Linked DNA regions of Arachis hypogaea: region 2 is linked to region 1. The links are chromatin contacts, called in public Hi-C maps. All regions are on one chromosome and are shown on one strand. Each heading gives the region's core, a stretch centred on a gene start, on an enhancer-like site or on the middle of the called end of the contact. The rest is flanking DNA. Distances are from core to core; before and after follow the strand shown.

Region 1 (4,716 bases), core at 1,085-3,584:
CAAAACACTTCGAGAATATGCAACAATGCCATTTCCCAACATGGATAACATTCATAGTATGAGATGTGGCTCTTTGCAAAACAAATTAATATTGGATGAACTCCGCTATGATCGAGTTATGTTGGCTGAGGAACACAAGCAATTTTTATCACAAATGACAACAGAACAAAAATATGTATATAACCAAATCCTTCAGGCTGTCAATTCAGATTGCGGTAAAGTTTTCTTCTTATATGGGTACGAAGGTACAGGAAAGACTTCTGTTTGGAATACTGCAGTTGCTTTTAGATCAAAGGGTCAAATTGTCTTAATAGTTACTTCAAGTGGAAAAATAGCTTCGTTCTTGCTACCTAAAGGAAGAACAGCTTATTCTAGGTTTGCAATCCCCCTGACTCCTGATGAATATTTCACCTGTAATATAAAACAAGGAAGCCCACTAGTTGAGTTAATTTTGGCAACTAAACTTATTATTTGGGATGAAGAACCAATGATGAATAAATTTTGCTTTGAAACACTAGATCGAACTATGAGAGATTTACTTCAGCACACAAACCATTCAAGTTTACTGTTGCCATTTAGGGAAAAAACAGTCGTCTTTGGTGGTGATTTTAGGCAAATCCTCCTAGTGATAACAAAGGGATCTAGACAAGATATTGTTAATGCATCGATTAATTCCTCTTATCTATGGAATAAATGCAAGTTACTAACTTTAACTCAGAATATGAGATTAAGGTCTTCAATAGAAGATGAAAGTGTTAGAGAATGAAAAGAATTTGCACAATGGATCCTTGATTTAGGAGATGAAAAGCTTGCTCATTCAGAAGATGGATACAGTGTAGTCCCTATACCACCTGAACTCTTAATTACAAATTTTGATGACCCAATTCATGCAATTGTTGAAGCTATATATAGTGACTACCTAAAGGATCCCATGGAGTTCAGGAATTTGCATGGCCATGCTATTTTGGCTCCAACAATCAACGTTGTTAAACAAGTTAATGATTATATACTAGCTTTAAATGAAAATGAAAAAAAAGTTTATCTCAGCTCTGATTTACCTTCTTTTAAAGAAGGAGCAACAGACAGTTTGGCATCAATGCAAACTCCAGAACTTTTGGCAACTATTGAATCTCCCAGACTTCTAAATCATGAACTTTGCTTTAGGTAAGACTGTCCTGTGATGCTTATTAAAAATATTGATCATTCAGTAGGCTTTTGTAATAGTACTAAATTAGTTATCACAAGGCTTGGCAATAAAGTTATCGAAGCAAAAGTCTTATTAGGATCTAACATTAGTGAAAAGGTTTTCATACCTAGGATGACATTAACTCCTTTGGATACAAAACTCCATTTAAGTTTCAACGAAGGCAATTTCCTTTGATGCTCTCATATGCCATGACTATAAATAAAAGTCAAGGACAATCATTGGATTATGTTGGGTTATTACTTAAACAGCCAGTATTCACATATGACCAACTATATGTTGCAGTCTCAAGAGTTACTGAGAAATACGAACTGAAGATTGTTATTTCTCATGACAATTCAAACAATTACACTGAAACCAACAATGTCGTTTATCATGAAGTTTTTCAGAAATATTTAATTTTAGCATATTGTGTCACATACAATAGGTAAAGATCATATTCTCAATTCCTTTGAATTATTTCTTTAACTATTTCTTACTTATTTATGTCTCAACATTTTCTTTTTAAAATTTTACCAAATTTTATCCTTATCATTATATCTATATGTTGCACATATTATTAATTTGCAAATTCACTTAGTATTTATGCTGTTTATTGCAGCACAACTATCAAATTCTAGAATGAAAAATGTGCACTTTTGCTTCAACAATCAATCTTCCTTCTCTTGTCATGTATTTATATTAATTAACCATGTTTAGTTAATACATGATCCAGAATTATTATTTACATCATTGTCATCATATTTCTAAGTTTAATAAACATACATGACAAACATATCATTATTCAATTTCTATGTGTTTCTCTTATATATCTTTGTTATTAATTGCTCAAACTCAATCACTTACTCGCAGGTATGCACAGAAATCTTGCTAATTTAATATATAATAGATATGAGTAACGGTCTTTGATTGACATGTGTAGTTTCCTTTGTTGGACAAATATATATCCTAATTGAATGACAAGTGGCAACCTAAGAAAACACAATGCATCAATACATAAAGTAGTATTCGATCCATTAATTCCCAACACAAACAAAAAAACTTACATCAGCAAACCCATTCAATTAACTCTTCAACCTAACAACGGATCACCATTCTAACCACCCTTTACACAAACTCAATTTAACTAGCTTGTGCAAGCTTGTCAACAAAGCGAACATTCAAATCTTCCCCATAGGCACCAGGGACCAATTGGGTCCTTGCCCATCGTGTCACTATTTGTCTAGTTGTTCACAACACATTCCTTTCACCCCCATCAACACCATTCACATTTTTTATAAAGTAAAATGACAATGAGATCTTTGAAGATTTCGACCTCAAACTAATTAATTTTTAAAAAAATATTAATTAGATTATTTGCAATAGTAAATGGTGGATATATATGTCTTTCTATCGAAACGAAATAAAGTTGTTTATGTATTTTATTATTTATAGTGGTGTTTGTCCCATTGCTGTCATATGAGCATGAAAACGATATAATTTTTGGACAATGAAATATTTATTATCTTTTGAGTTTTTATATAACATTTATCAACTGCTCTCTATTTATTATGAATTCTATTAAAACATGTAAAATTTCACTCCAAAAATTATTATCTACATGACAATATTTTATAAATAAACTCGTCACAGTAGTTAACGGTACACATAAGCACCACGCTTAAATTTTACATAAAAAATTAATAGAAGAACATCCCATCTCAACTATTTGCTATTATAGAGAATCAAATTAGTATTTTTTTATTTTTAAAAACAAATTAATCTAAGATCGAAATCTTCAGAAACTTAATTGTCACTTTATTTTTTTTTTTATATTAAATCTGCACGGCTACTTCGATTGGAACAAACAAAATTCCACCTCCATTCCATGAAACAGGTGATAAACTTCCTAAAATATATTGCTTCTTTTCGTTATTATAATAATTTTAAAATCTTTTCAGAAAATAAAAAATAATAAAAAAAAGGTGTTGATGGTCATCAATCCGCTCATAAAGAGGCCCGCTCCAAATTATGGCAAACGACAGTTCAACGAAGAAGACTCTAGATGTGTTTGTTTAAAACGTTGAAATTATATTATAGAAAGACTTAAATATGTTAGTCAAAACTCTATACAAACACTAAAAATTAGTCATATATATATATATATATATATATATATATATATATATATATATATATATATATATATATATATTATTTTACAAATTTTTTAAATTAAATTATCAACCATCAAAATTATAAAAAATCTAACTAAAGAATAACTATTTATCATCCAATATCAGCTTACTTTATAATTTTGTTGGAAGCCATAATAGAGATGAGTCATGCATGTTTGGAATTGAAGTCATATTATGATAAATGTGGATAAAAGAGAATGTAAATAAAAAAAGTCATTTAAAAAAGAAAAAGGAAAAAATTGGTTAAAATTAGCTATAAAAAAATTATCTCCTTATACTTCTTCAACAAACAAATATTTTATGAAAGCAAAATTTAAAAAAAAAAATTATAACAAAATCAAACATTTTCAAAGCAACATAATCAAACTTCTTATAAATACCAAATATCATCATCTTATGTGAATATAATGGTTCTGCAATCCAGGTATATATTACATGGATGAAAAGTTATGTTTTTCCTTGAAGGCTAAAGGTATATAGCTCATCAAGCCGAACATAATAATCAAGGATGAAATATTCCAATTGGGATGACATCAACTTCTCTGTCACCATGAACAACTACTACTATGCCTTGTGACAGAATCAACTATAATAGTAAATCATATTTACATTTAGAGAATTAGCGTCTAAATTTATTTTAATAGTTTTACTGTGATTTGTCTCCTATTTCTAACTACTGAAATACCCTGTACCAGATCTATTTATCCTAATAATGTTTTCTTTGCATATCTAAATCAGTTGAAACGAGATTCCACGATAATTGAAGTGCTTGCTATTTCAAATTTCTCTCTAATGCACATTTCTTGTCACTATGCCAATTCAGCTAGATAGTTTAGCATATTATTAGGGCACAATACCAAAATGTTATGCTATGTCTAAAAGGCTTAGGGAATGTGTGTATAGATAGTTCCATTCAGACACAACCAATTTACAAAAAAGGAAACTTGTTCTCCCATTTACATCCTGTTTGCTTCCTCCCAAAATTCGACTTAAAAATTAACACAAATTTTTTACCTAATAATACAAATTAAGAGAGAAGATGATCTATGTGCTCCCAAGCTCCAACCGCAGCTTGAGGCTATTATCTGACAAACTCTACACTACTTTTTCAACTAGAACAAGATTTGGTTAGATTCTGAGATTATCACCTGGCGGAGGATGCCGACTCTCCCAATGAAACAGAAGCCAGAGAAGAAGCCCAGGCCTTGGCGCTCCTCGCCCTCTCATGAAAGTTCCTGGTCTTGCATAATCGTAACTTGTTCCATATCCTCCTGACATCAACCACGTTGCGAACACGTCCCATCATCACTTGGCTTGTCTCACTGAATATTTGCA
Region 2 (4,982 bases), core at 634-3,133, 130 kb before region 1:
TTTTATTAATTTAAATTATTTATATTAAATTACCAAAAAATATCATAATGCGAAAGTGTATCTTTACTTAAAGAAATAAGAAATTGATGGAAGGATCGTTTTAGTTTTGTGATTCTTTTAATCTTTCCTTAATCAAAGTCTTCTGTATCCCTAATAGGGCTGAATTGTGACTCTTCTGATGGAGAAAGAGCGACAAAGCCAGTTTTGGTATGTTGAGGACCAAAACTTTGAAGTCATTATTTATATTTGAGCGTGGTACCTATTAAATTCTAAAGCCCAAATAAAAATAGTATCTAAAGTCCAAAAGATAATATATCTGAAATCCAAAAGATAATATATCTAAAGTCCAAAAGATAAGAATTTGGATCCTCTAAATTTCAAATTTGTACTTTAGAGGATAAAGTGTAATCTTTTACCTTTAAATGATTTCTCTCTCATATTTATTTTTGGTCCCACCTATAAAATAAATGGTGAGAGCTGAGATTATAATTTACTCTCTAAAGTGAAATTCAAACTTTAGAGAATCCAAATCAAAAAGATAATATTTGGTTTTATTCTCATTTAATTCCAAATCAAAAGTAATTATGACTTATTCAATTTAACATTTATAACAATAAATGAGATCATTATATATATAAGTCATTTAATCTAAAATAACATAATTTGTGATTATAATTAATATATGTATTGCCTACAAATAAATTAAAAAATTAAATAATTTCCTAACAACCAAATCGCATAATTGAAGTCGGAAAATTATCATGTAATAACGTCTTAAAAATATTATAAAGCAAAAAGGAAATAATGAAGGGTACACACTTTGAATGATCACCTAAAAATACTCACTAACTTAAGTACCAAAATGTTTTTACAAGTTGTCTTCCTGGTTTAATTACCAACGAAATAAAAATCAAGATCATTATCAACTCTTAAGCTCAAAAATACTATCTCAGATCTAAATAGTTTTTTTTTTCACAGAAATAACATGTAGAATCTTCTTTTAGAGAGATTTTACAAAAATCTTTCAATAGTTCTTTCTAAGATAGTTAAAATATAAGTTTACATGAGTATGATATGACTAAATTTCTTATGTTATAGACATTTGTCATGAATGACGAAGAACAAACATCTTATATTTTGATATACGAATACTTTAAGGTATAATGTATAAGTGTTAATGTGTTATTCACTTTTTTGTATGGTAGAATGGTAGAATAGTAGTCTTGTTAATATTGATAGAAGCTATGAAATACAAATATTTTATTGAGTTATTGTGTCTATATGTGGTATATATTTTGGACTCGATATACATATTTGTTGTATTCAACCGTATTTTAATAAAAAATAAAAAAATTTCTAATACGATTGAACACACCTAAATACTATCAAGTGTCAGCGTATTCAATGTTATTCTTAATATGTATTCTAGAAATGAGTTTAGAAATAATATATATTATTATTTATTAAAATAAAAAATAATTTATATAATTAAAAAAACATAAATAATTAAAAAAAATTATATTTTAATATTAATAAAACATCAAAATATCACTATATTTATCTAAAAAATACTTTATATATATATATATATATATATACCATGCCTATAAAATTTTAAAACTCCTATAATACCATGGCTAACACTACGGTGGAAAAGTCAAGCTTTTGCACCGATGTAAAAGTCCGTTTTGGAAGGGTTTTGACTTTTTATTTTTAAAGTGTGACGAAAAAATGTTGTTGGGCTGGATTACAGAAGAGCCAAAAATTCAACAAGAAATTGGTGATGTAACCAAGGTTATGAGAATGTCAAAAAAAAAAAAAAAACAAAGTTATGAGAAGCCCACTCTAGCAAAGTCTTCACGTGTAGCGACCTCGGAAACACAGGAGCCACCGGAGACAACACCGCCGCCGAGTCGCCGACGGTGGTCCTTTTCAACCGCTGGACGGGCTTCCTTCCTTCTTTTCAAGGACCCCAATGAATTCTCTCTTTCAATTTGTCTTCTATATCACCCTGCATGCGTGCACTCAACTTTTTCAGATCTAAAACATTGTTTCCATTATTGAGCTCTGTTCTTAATTTTAGAATGTTAGCCGTTTGGGTAAATTTTCAAATTCTCACTAAGTAGTTTAAGAATGCAAGAAGATGGGAAGCTTAAGAAATTACTTCAGCGGTGTAAGAATAATGATGAGAATAATAATGGTGATGTGAGAGAAGTGTGTGAAGCATGTGCTGATACAATGATGATGAAGAAAAATGGTGATTGTGAACCCCTGCCCTGATTCATGATTGTAATGAAAATGGACTAATTAGATGCTTAATTTGCTGCTACTAGTTTTTAGCAAAATACATTATGGTATGATTTTTTCCTTCGGTATTGCATTATGGTATGATTTAAATAGTTCTTGAAACCAGTTGCTTCTGGAATTTGGATTCAACCCGTATTCGTTTTGTGCACTTTCTATCTATCTTTTTCATATCTATTTTTCGATTGCATCCAATTACTTGTCAATTACAAAATCAATATAATTAGATCGAATCGATTTTGGTCACATAATCGAATTATTCATAAGCGTGGATCCTCCTATGTACAGTTAGGTAACTAAATATTTATATTCTTGTTAGTAAATTATATAAAAGAATTTTTAAAAGTATTGAATTATTTTTATATAGTAAAAATAATATATTTCGAAAAATATTATTATATAATTTATTAACAAAAATATCTAATACTTACTATAATTTATATTTTTAACTAAAAATATTATTATATTAAAAAGATAAATTTTTAAAAATATTATCAATATGAATTTTCTTTATAAAAAGTTACCAAATAGTAAATATTATATTTTCCCTCAATGTTTACATTTTATTTCAAATATATTTAATATACTAAAATTGGGTTTTTCCCCAACTAATGAAGGTGAGGTATCGATCCCTCGTGATTCCGTTTCCCTCCAAAATGAATACACTATTCTCTATTCTAAATTATTTTATAAAAAATATCTTTATTATAATTATATTATAATTAATATTTAATGAATAATACATAATTATACTAATTTAGAAATATATTTTCATTATAATTATATCAAATCAATATTTAATGCATTATTAAACTACTTATCAATTATCAATTGAAAATACATTTAATCATAATAATAATAATAATAATAATAATAATAATAATAATAATAATATATGATAATGATATGATAATTGCACCAGTCGTGGTAATCATGATAAGAATATTTGATTATAATCATAAAATAATCAAATCTTATAATATTAATAACGCACATTGATTTTAAATATTTTTAGTTATTTAAATTTTATTGATTTTAAAAATATTGATATAATTCTAATTCTTATTCATTATCCAATAATAATAATAATAATAATAATAATAATAATAATAATAATAATAATAATAATAATAACTTGAAAAATCCGTATATAAACTATTTCAATTACCTGTGTATTATTATTAAAATTCTATTTACTTAATATACTAAAACTGAGTTTTTTTCCCAACTAATGAAGGTAAGGTGTCTCCTCGTGAGTTTTTTTCCTCCAAAATAAATGTACTATTTTCTCTTCTAAATTTATTTTATAAAAATATTTTTATTATAATTATATTACAATTAGTATTTAATAAAAAAAGCATAATTATACCAATTTAAGAAAATATATTTATTATAATTATATAAAATTAATATTTAATGTATTATTAAATTAATTATCAATAAGAATATTAATATTAATTATTAAATTATTATATTAATTATATAATACTAATTGTCAATTATTAATATTTTTTAATTATTATTTTTCAGTTATTATTTTTAATCAAGCATAATTAATGACGAATTGATACATACATTAATGGTGAAAAATTGATATTGATATCAATTAATAATAATAATAATAATAATAATAATAATAATAATAATAATTTATCTATCTATTTTATTATATAAAAATTGGGTTTTTATACTTAATGATGAAGTTGACGTGACATGCTTCTGAAAGTGTTTCCTGATTTATTTCTTTTAACTCATTAAATTCAATTCATTATGATAAATTAATTATATCAACTAATTGATTTGATTATATATTTAAATATCACACAATTTATTATAATTTATATTAATCAATTATTATCAATTACTTTAATTCATTACTTTATAAGACGCATAACAAAATAGATGATTTATTATTTATTCTAATTGAATGTAATAAAATAATAAATACATATTAATTTAGTTAAAAAATTACTTTCTCCTGTATAATTTATTATAAATATTTTTATATAAATTAATAATTAAAAATTATTAAATATTATTAAATTATCAACTATATGTCAGTTTTCGATTATTTTACTACATATACATAATTAATAACCATGACATTTAGTAGCAAAAAAAAAGATATCATAATAATATTAATAAAAAATAGAAAAAAATTATTCAAAGACAAAATATTAATGATATTATATGGATATAAGAGATTAATATATATATATATATATATATATATATATATTAAAAATAAGTTAATCAATATATATATAAATATATATAAAATGATTAATTTAATATTGTAAATATAATATATTAAAATATCATAATTATCTAAAAATTCATACTTATATCTTACTTCCGTAAATAATAATAGAAAGAAAAGACATAGAAATAATGAATGTAATTTAATAGAATAAATTATTATACGAGAATCATGGTGAGAGGTTATAATGTGAATAATAAATTACATTGACGGGCCTTCTTATTCTCGAAAATATAAATATCTAAAGTCTCATAACGATGGTTCTTCATATTTTTTTGAAGGTGGTTTTCCGTTTTACCTTTTTTATTTCTTTGTCATAAATAATTTCACAAACTATAATAATAGCTGCATACGAAGTTGTTTATTTTACTCTTCGATTCTCATCACCATCTTCTCTTCTTCTTCCTTTTCTTCTTTG

The links. A called contact is a pair of places that touch in the nucleus more often than the background predicts.
Region 2: a Hi-C map of leaf shows a contact between it and region 1, with 2.5 times the contacts expected there. The contact joins two enhancer-like sites. A contact is called at or near these places in 2 of 8 Hi-C or Micro-C datasets (both in leaf).

The regions. Positions count from the first base shown.
Region 1 is chr16:124,673,624-124,678,339 of arahy.Tifrunner.gnm2.J5K5, reverse strand. It overlaps LOC112754863 (5'-adenylylsulfate reductase-like 5), which reads right to left. Exons shown (of 4, transcript XM_025802658.2): 4 at 4,274-4,716. The coding sequence ends at 4,526. Among protein-coding and RNA genes, the nearest start is that of LOC112754863, 8.5 kb to the right of the region's middle. Within about 2 kb of position 2,334, at least 1 of the 3 cell types and tissues checked has open chromatin away from gene starts, as enhancers often do.
Region 2 is chr16:124,803,757-124,808,738 of arahy.Tifrunner.gnm2.J5K5, reverse strand. No RefSeq gene overlaps it. Among protein-coding and RNA genes, the nearest start is that of LOC112759020, 38 kb to the left of the region's middle. Within about 2 kb of position 1,883, at least 1 of the 3 cell types and tissues checked has open chromatin away from gene starts, as enhancers often do.